Linked DNA regions of Mus musculus: region 2 is linked to region 1. Evidence: chromatin contacts called from public HiChIP or PLAC-seq data. All regions are on one chromosome and are shown on one strand. The core of a region is the stretch at or near the end of the contact, and the rest is flanking DNA. Distances in the headings are between cores, read along the strand shown.

Region 1 (4,604 bases), core at 1,507-4,006:
CCTGCTTCTCAAAGGCCAGCTCTGTTCAGATTTTTAATTAACGTGAATACTTATTGCCTGGGGAGTGCTGAAGTGGGTGCATCAGTCTTCAAAATGCCAAGGGAGACTCTCAGAGTTTAAAACCAGCGACTTTAAAATAAAATCCAGATCAGATGTAACCAGCATACATCAGAGCTGTACATCATCTGTGACAAGTTTAAGGATAGAGATGAAGGAAGGTGAGAAATGGGCCTGGAGCCACATTCTCTCCTGGTAACCATCAGAAAACCCAATGAAGGGACCAGTAAAATTGGGAATAAACATTCCCATTTACTTTGCTAGATACAAGTTCATGTTATGATGAGAATATTGTGAGGACACAAACTTAAATCATGTGTCAGGTAAATATGGCTGTTCCTTATCCTGGCAAATCCTAGGTTCCAGCCCTTGGGACAGTTAGTCACCAGTCTCGGGTATAGTCTGTGAATCAAGGGCTGACTCTCAAATGAGAGCTGGGTGCCAATCACTCACTGAGTAACTCAGGAACATTTTGTTGAATACTTGATATATTCAAGAGATTGGGTTGCCAGTACTCTCCAAGGGGACTACGTAAAGAATGATGACTTAGAAGGACAATCCCCACATAGATACTGAAGGAAAGTCTTTAAGGTATGAAGGACAATGGCTAAGAATCTCAGGGACGTGGGGCACACTGGAAGGCAAAGAGATATGGTGTGAGTCTCCAAGTGGGCAGGAGTTCAGTAGAGGCCTGGGGGAGGGGGGAGGGGCTCAATCCGGAGGCCCTGTTCCATGCAGGTGAATTTTATGAATAAAATCATGGTACTTAGGAGGGCTTCAAAGGCAGCTCCAAGCAGCCCACACATTTAACAACTGAACCATCCTGTCCCTTTGGGCATTAGTGTGTGGCTTTTAAGGATATTCATGTCCACGTCAACCTGAGGTAGATTTGCACTTCTTCCATTTCCCCTGCTCTGTGCTTGGTGCTGTTGAGTCCCTCACTCAGCACAACATGGTGGAAGGGAGAATTGAACTATAGAAACCTCAAACGCTACCAAGCAGGGCTTGACTTAAATTTTGTTACTTATATAGACCTGTGAAAGAAATGGAGAAGACGTTTAAAATGCAGACTAATCCTAAAGGTTTGTGCGTATTTGTCAGGTTGCAGAGCAGAGGTGAGAATAACTGGGCTCTTTTCTTTCTAAACCTTTTGCCTTGGATATTCTAGGCAAGCACTTTACCACTGAGCTATAGACCTGCCTCTCTGAACTTCTTTATTTAGAGACAGGCTCTCGCTACATTGCCTAGGCTGGCCTTGACCTCACTCTGTAGCCCATACAGGCTTTGAATTTGCAAGTGTCCTATTGCTACCCCCCACCCCCCACCCCCCACCCCTGAAATTGTAACTGCAATTTCAGGCCAGTGCCACTGGACTCCATCTCTGCACTCTGACAAGTTCTGCATCTTGCTCTTGGCTCTTGCTCATGCAGAAGAAAACTTCTCTGACTACGGCTGAGAGCAGCCTGGGTCTATGAGTATAAGCATAAATATTTAGAAGGCAATTTGATAGTATGGCCGTTTAGCCAAATAAGAGCAGTCAGCTCTATCCTAGGGTCCGTGACTTCCCAGGTATGGGCTTTGGACCAGGGTTTATTTGTTCACTTGGAGATAAGCAAATGTCATAAAAGCGGCACACACATTCTCTACAACTGTAGCTCATCCAGATAAACATCACCTGGTCATGGGACTGCAGTGGAGATCCTGCTTATACATTTTGGAGGATAAGAGAGATTGTCCCAGTCATTGTATCCTCTGCATGCTTCCACTTTGTTATTCTCTCTCTTTATTCCCCTCCCCCCATCCCATGCATTACAGGTAGGTGTGGTTTGCAGGATGTTGGGAATGGGATGGAAGAGAGGCAAGTGGAAAGAAAACCGAGTTTGGGAAAACAAAGCTGTCAAGGGTCAGAGAGCAGAGATTGGCTTTCACTTTTCTTTGGTGTTCTGGAATTCATGTTTTGAAATATTTTGAACCTAAAGGAGATGCACAGGAGACTCTTGGATGTGACAGCATGTTCATTACCTAGTCCATGGTGATAGGGTGGGTGTGTACACATGCCCAAACTCATCAAACTGTAACCAAGTATGTGTGGGTCTTGTGTATGTTCGCTATATTTCAGTAAAACTGTTTATTTGCTTGCTTGCATGTTAAGGAAACTGGTGTGCTGGAGAGATGACTCAGCAGTTAAAAGAAGCACTTACTGAATTGTAGAGGAAGAATTCAGGTTTCTAGTATCCATATTGTTGTGGCTCATAGCAACAAGTAACTCTAGCCCTAGGGGATCTAATGCTCTCTCTTGGCCTTTGTAGGCAAACACACACACACACACACACACACACACACACACAGAGAGAGAGAGAGAGAGAGAGAGAGAGAGAGAGAGAGAGAGAGAGAGAACATATATTCACACAAATACACAATCCTCAAAAATAAAAATAAATCTTAATTTTTTTCTTTCAAAAGATGGAAGTTATAAATGAGCTTAATTTTAAACGGTATTCACTCTTTCATTGAACGCCTGAAGTACCCACTGTGTGTCAGCCCTTTGCTAGACACTGGTGTAGAAGCGAGTTCTCATCTCTGATACATCTATCCACGAATGCACAAAGAGCACAGGGAGCTATCAGTACTGAGCTCTGATGGTGAAGCTTATGATAGGAGCTCCAAGTGCCATGGTAACCGCAGCAGGGGCTGGTCTGGCCTGGGGGCGGTCCCGGGCTGTGACTCATACAGCTATCAGTGACAAGCAGAGCAACCTCCCCCACAGACTTCAGCTGGAGGGGGAAAATCAATTTTCTTTGCCATCACCATCTTATTCACACATGAGTATGCCCTCATTCCTATTCACTTGCTCCTGAAAGCTGTCTCTTTTCAGTGGCTCCAAACACAAAGACTAAACAAAGGCGATTGCAGAAGGGCAGACAAAGCCAGAGAGAGCAAGTCTCATTCTCTGTAAATGCCAGATTTTCTGCATCAGTGGGGCTGCAGCTGTGACAAGCATCAGGCTGTTTCCTAAGGCGAGTATTTCCTAACACACCATGGAAAGAAAATATTAGTATCATCAGGGGGGACAGGCAAATAGGCTCAATTATTATAAAATTTTGTGGATAGACAATTTTTCACAATAAGAGGAATTTGGCATGTTGAATAAACATAGAAAATTATATTGTTAATATAAAGTATGGCCACATTTTTCTGCTTTAATCTACAAGCGGGTGAAGAACTAAGTCCTATTAAGGAATTTATCCTGCTGTTTTGTACGAGCTTCCGAATATAGTTGGCACATAAGGACCAACTATTCAGGTGCAGCAATTTATAAAGTGTCATTTCACCTATTTGGTTGTCCACTATCAAGTGGTCAGCCCAGAAATCATACACAAACAGACAACACTAAATAGACTGAGTAAGTTGTATCCATATATTTAAGAGAGGACAAAGCAGGGAAGGGTCACATGGTCAGATGGGGGAGATGATAGGGAAGCAGGGACCATGGTGTCATTTACACTTTAACTTGTTTGCAAAAGTTAAAAATTAATCTTAAAAAACCCAAACAAACCAACTGTAAGGAAATGTTATTCTGTGCACAGCAATTAGAGACCAAATCAATTCATCGCCTTTGTGTAGGGACTGCTGTGGGGGAGGCTACTTTTCCAAGCTGCTGATAAAGCGTGATGTGACAATCTGATTCACACCAGACTTAATCAGCATGGGCCAGGGAGTGTCTAGTCACCGAGTAGACACAGATCAGTAAATTAATGCCAGGTGAGTAATTAAAAGTGTTTCCTGGGTATGGATGACACCTCTGGACGCAGCATGAAATAGATCCCTTTGTATTCCACACCATGTTCTCTCCCAGCATGCCTCTGGCCTTTAGTCACTGAGAGACTAAATGTCTGCTGCAAAAAGCCTGGAGTTAGGAAATCTATCTATATTCTGGTCTCGAGATTACGGGAAGTTATTTGACCTTAGGAAATGGATAATAAAGTCCTAATGCTAACTTTGGTTTGCCCATCTGCAAAATTAAGGTGTTTAAGGCAGGATCAGGAAAGGACCAGAACAAAGGCATGCAGGTACGAGTCCAAGCGAAATGTCCCCATAGTCGTGCACAATATGATTTACATGTACTGATAAAATTCATGTTGGAATTGAGTCAAGGGATATCGAGAATAGAATTCACATTTATAAACCCATAAAAGCAAGCACAACTGAAAAGCCTATGTCTATGTCTGTGCATGTGTGTATAGATAATGAGACTTCCCTGCAAAAGGAAGTCACTTATTAAAGAATTCTACATCCCGGACATACAAGGACCTTTAAGGACCATGGAGCAATTCAAAGGAGGTAGTTAGAGATTGCTAATATATTAGGTTAACATAGGTTGAATCACTTTTCTAAACAAATGCATAATAGATAGAGAGAAGGCTGATAAATGGGACCCTAGTGTGAGGGCCAGAGGCACAGAATAATAGAGAAGCTTTGTTACTGAGACCTGTATCCAGGAGTAACTCACAGAGCCATCTGTGATGAACTCTAGTTGTAGAGTCCAG
Region 2 (4,604 bases), core at 962-3,461, 230 kb before region 1:
ACAAACTATGGTTCTCTGACCCACACAGTAGTACAGTGTGAATTCCACTTGATCAGGGCCTTGCTTTTGTTCACTCACAGAGTTCTAGAACCCAGCACAGTGACTTGTAAGGCCATCGCTCTTCCCGTTGAATGGTTGACCTGGTTGATGAAGACTGTAGTTGACTGAATGGCCAAGTGTCCTTGCTTTCCCTGTGCTTGTGGCTGCCCTGTGGCATGCAGCTTTCTTTTCTAACCATTGTAGCCCCTCACTTCTCTCCTCCAGCTTTCTTCCTATGGTCTTCCGTCTTCTATGCACTTTCTTTCTGGTCCTTGGTTGTCTTCTGTGTTGGCATTTCTCTCTTGTGTCTCTCCCATTCTGTACCATTTGCTGTCAAACACCCCAACATCTCTTGTCATGCTTTCCAGGAAGAGTAAGTTTTCTGAAGCCCCTATGTGTGAAGCGTGTGCTTCTTTTGTCCCCATAGCTGTGATTCATCCCTCAGTGACCTCTGTCCTGACTTTGCCTCCAGGGATCCAACAGCAATCAGCTTAGTTCCTGGAACATCTTGCCCTGTAGGTCAGGTCACCTTTCACGTGTGAGTTTGCCTATTTTAATTCTTGGGCTTTAGAAATTTTTTTCAATGCTTTGGAGCTTTCAAGAAAATATTTATTTATTTATTCATTCATTCTCAAAGTGGGGCATGTGTGTGTGTGTGTGTGTGTATGTGTATTTTATGTGTGCATTTGTCTGACTGTGTCACAATGTGTTTGTGAAGCTCAGAGGAAATACTTTCCGTGGTAGATTCTTTCCTTCTGCTTTGTTGAGGCAGGATGATGATGATGATGATGATGATGATGATGATGATCTATTGTTTGTTCTGTACAGTTCTATGTATTTTAAGCCAGATAGCCAGTTGATTTTGGATCTTGTCTCTGCCTCCCATCTCACTGTAGGAGTGCCAGGATTATAGACGATTATGATTATTATACTGCACGCATCTGGCTAAAGGTGGGATTCAGGGACTGAGCTTGTTTGCCAGGATCTGATATGAGTGCTTTTTACCTACTGTGCCATCTCCTTGGTCTGAGACAATTAAATTTCCATCCACTATTAGTTGCTGCAGGTTTTTGGATTCTTTTTCAACCGAAACCCTGTGACCACTTCAAAACCAGCTGGCTCGAGGCAGGTGGAACAGGTGCTCATGGCTGAAAGCCAACAGAAACAATCTTCTCAGAATCCTCACTTCTATTGTAGAAGCTTCTAGGTCCCAAGGAGAAACGGACACTGGAAAATTTCGATGAAGCCTCCTGGTCTTTTACTTAATAGCCTAACCATTGGGAACACCCAGCTTCTCATTTTTGACCTGGGGCTCCATCAGTGTGTTGGCATGTTGGTAAGGAGACACTGAAAGTCTTGGCTATTACAGTTGTGTTTCAGCTATGAGGTGACAGTGCTGGTTTGGTATTTAGAGGGCTCTCTTTTCTAGCTCAATGGCTTCTTCCTGAATCAGGGGGACTGAGTATTGAAAGTATGGAATCAGAAAGCTTTTAGCTTCCCAGTACGTGTGCTTTGTATTAGCTATTTGAAAGCTTGAGGTCCTGATGACAGCTCTCAGAGACTCTAGATTTGTGGTGAGTTCCTGGTAAGTGCAGCCATAGAACTTCTAGGCTTTAAGCATTGGCAGGACTCTAGTGACCAGCAACCTCCCTCTGCCCTGTAGAGATCAAGACAATTAAGCTGAACAGGGCAGTGGTTACCCCAAATTTGCATGCCTCTTCTGTGAATGGGTCAAGACCAGACTCAGATCTTAGTTCACTTTACCCTTGCCCACCAGCAATCTTCATGTGCCATTTAGCAATCCAGCGATGGTGCGGGCAGTGTTAAGCGGTAGTGCAAGCAGCTTCCATTGTATGGCACATTTAAGAAGGAAGAGTGACCTGGTATAATTAATACCTGCATCATTTAAAAAGTTAAAATGTACTGTTCAGAAAGCTTTTCAGAATATTCTTATTATCATATTTTGAAAAATTAGAGTTTAAATGAATCTAGATTAAAAAAAAGACAGACTCTAAAGGAGAATTTGATGTTATGCAACCATGGGAGAAAATTACTTTTAATCGTTGATTATTGTTCAACCAGTGGTCTCAGTAGTAGGCCTGGTACATATCCAGTGAGCATAGAGGGGAAACAATTGGCCAGTTTGCCATGCCAAGGAGCTCCAGTGCCAAGTCACATTCAGTCCAAACCAGTTGGCACCTTAAAGGAGAAAATTGCCTCATCCAACCAAACCCCAGAGAAATGCCATAGGAATGATAGCGAAAGAACAGAATCAAGTTTCTTAGTCTCCCGGGGTCTACCAGATGGCCTGTGTTGAGTGCCTAGTTTGGCTGTGTCATAGTGACCCGACTGAGCTCTTCGTGGGGTCACATCCAGGCCACATTGGGACAGTTTTCAATTACCAGAATTCTTCCGAGTCTTCACATGGAGTGATGACTAGGAATCACTAAGAATGCTGCCTGGATTAGCCCATACAGAAACTCAAGCTCACAACTCAAGACAGGTATACAGGTTCCCTGTGAACTTCAATTCAAGCCATTGGATTTACCATTTTCATCCTCTTGGGGAGAGGCCATCAGTTCCGTTTAGCACCTTACAGTGTTCTGTGCTCGTGGGCAACATGGCTAAGCCTGGGTAGCTAGTGAGGAGAAGCTGATCCTTTGCCTGCTGTACCTCATTCACCCTGTATCCCACGACATTGCCCAACTTTGAAGTAGGAGCAGCAGATGTGACTTGAGGGCCTTTCTGGAAGGATCTCTCCTATTCCTTCTTCTATCTAACTGTAACTACAAACTACATGGTTCTCATTGTCTGCTTAAGCGTAGACAAGTGGCCCCTTCTTTGAGAAAGTCAGCATGTTGGGTCTTTTAAGAAATGGTAAGCATATGAGAAAGGGTGGGTCTATGGGAAGACATGGTGAGTGAGAATAATGTATGAACTGAATAGAAGGGCAAACTTGGGTCCCAGTTTGGAATGGAATGATTAGCTATTCTCCCAGAGACAGAGACAGACCATTACTCTCAGATGAGGAAAGGCAAGAAGACAACAAATGGAAGATGAAGTACACTTCGAAGCCTTCTCTGCTTATCCCAGGACAGCCCTCCAGATCCAGAATATTTTCCCCAAATGCATCCAAGTTGCCCAAACCAGAGCTCTTCAAAAGTCCTGTCTCCCCAGCCAACAATTCTCTGAGTACCAGTTCTCTCGTTCAAAATGAGGAGCATCTGCCTGATGACATGGGTCACATTGTCTTTTTGTTGCTCATTAGACAGAGTCCAAACTTATCAAATAGCATCTGGTAATTTTGAGACCCTTCATCAAGACCCTGTGTTTATTTGTATACAATACTCTCTTCTATTATTGTTTTATCTCCATTAGTTATTAACAAATACTTCTCAGAGTCAGGCAGTGTGGTGGGAACTGTAAAGGAGGTGGTCAGAGGCAGGCACGTGGGTCCTGCCTGTGGAGCTCAGTCTATACACATGCCCAGTCAATGCCTGTGCGCATGAGTTATGAGGTTCTAATACACAGGCTTTCTTCTTGGCATGGCAGACTTATGCTGTCTTTTCATTGATCCACAGAGACCACTACAGTATCTGAGACATAGATGTGGTTCTTCACTCCATTCTCCTCTTCTCAGTGACCTCCCTCCTACAGATACTTAAGGATAAATCTATTCCATTCTTTTTATTTTCAAAGTTCCACTCATCTATAAGGCCCTGTATACCTGCAGTTTAACCTTTCTCACACTTTCCACTATTTCAAAGCAGTTATTAGTTTCTTCTCTAGCATCTTCTATTTTCATTTTCTTTCCATCTATCATCTATCTATCTATTTATCTATCTGTATCTGTTTGCATTTATTTATTTATTCACCTATTTATTTATTTAGTCCCCAAGAGGACAGACCATTTCAGTTTTGACTCTGGTGCTGTATCCCCAACATTAGCAACAGCTTTTAGCATATGTAGGCTCTTGACGGCATTGTGGAAGGGGTACTTTATCTTTATGACTCTAGTGTCTTGGTGATGGGCACAGTGCTCAATGAATGTTTATGGGGTTCATGGATGGTCTTTGTTGATGGAAGAAAATGGTATTTAGAATAAAATTCCTGCTTCATTGACTCACAACTATAAATACACACACACACACACACACACACACACACACACACACACACAGAGAGAGAGAGAGAGAGAGAGAGAGAGAGAGAGAATCTTAACTCATATTCCAAAACTGTATCTTCCTCATCCTCAAGATGCTCATGTTTACATGAAAATGAGACCATTCTCCAAGCAATTTTATATGGACAAGTTGCAGGCACTTCATAAAATTATTACTTCCAGTACTTATAAAAACATTTTACAGGGTCCTGAAGGAAGAGCTAAAGCCTGTACTTCAGCTGTGATAGCCATCACCCCCACCCATATTTGTGGACGTGAGTCTGGAGCCAAACATCATCAATCCAAAGCAGTGACATAAATAACCAAAACCGGTCTGCCGTGTGGGCTTTTTCAGGACTGTGTTCCTTTGCATTGAGCAGAAAGGCCCAGTGAAGTTTAAGTC

Evidence for each region. HiChIP or PLAC-seq counts read pairs in DNA pulled down with a chosen protein or histone mark.
Region 2: a contact with region 1 is called in an H3K27ac HiChIP or PLAC-seq map of VIP interneurons, with 3 times the contacts expected there. The contact joins two enhancer-like sites. A contact is called at or near these places in 2 of 484 Hi-C or Micro-C datasets (both in nephron progenitors) and 3 of 115 datasets of contacts at active chromatin or transcription factors (VIP interneurons, differentiating embryonic stem cells and embryonic basal ganglia).

The regions. Positions count from the first base shown.
Region 1 is chr14:66,492,998-66,497,601 of GRCm38.p6, reverse strand. No RefSeq gene overlaps it. Among named protein-coding and RNA genes, the nearest start is that of Gm41184, 23 kb to the right of the region's middle. RefSeq lists an enhancer at 483-4,604. Within about 2 kb of position 2,756, at least 127 of the 459 cell types and tissues checked have an H3K27ac peak or open chromatin away from gene starts, as enhancers often do. A contact at or near this core is called in VIP interneurons, where this site is marked.
Region 2 is chr14:66,718,193-66,722,796 of GRCm38.p6, reverse strand. The region is part of intron 2 of Adra1a (adrenergic receptor, alpha 1a); the gene reads right to left. Among named protein-coding and RNA genes, the nearest start is that of Adra1a, 85 kb to the right of the region's middle. Within about 2 kb of position 2,211, at least 6 of the 459 cell types and tissues checked have an H3K27ac peak or open chromatin away from gene starts, as enhancers often do. A contact at or near this core is called in VIP interneurons, where this site is marked.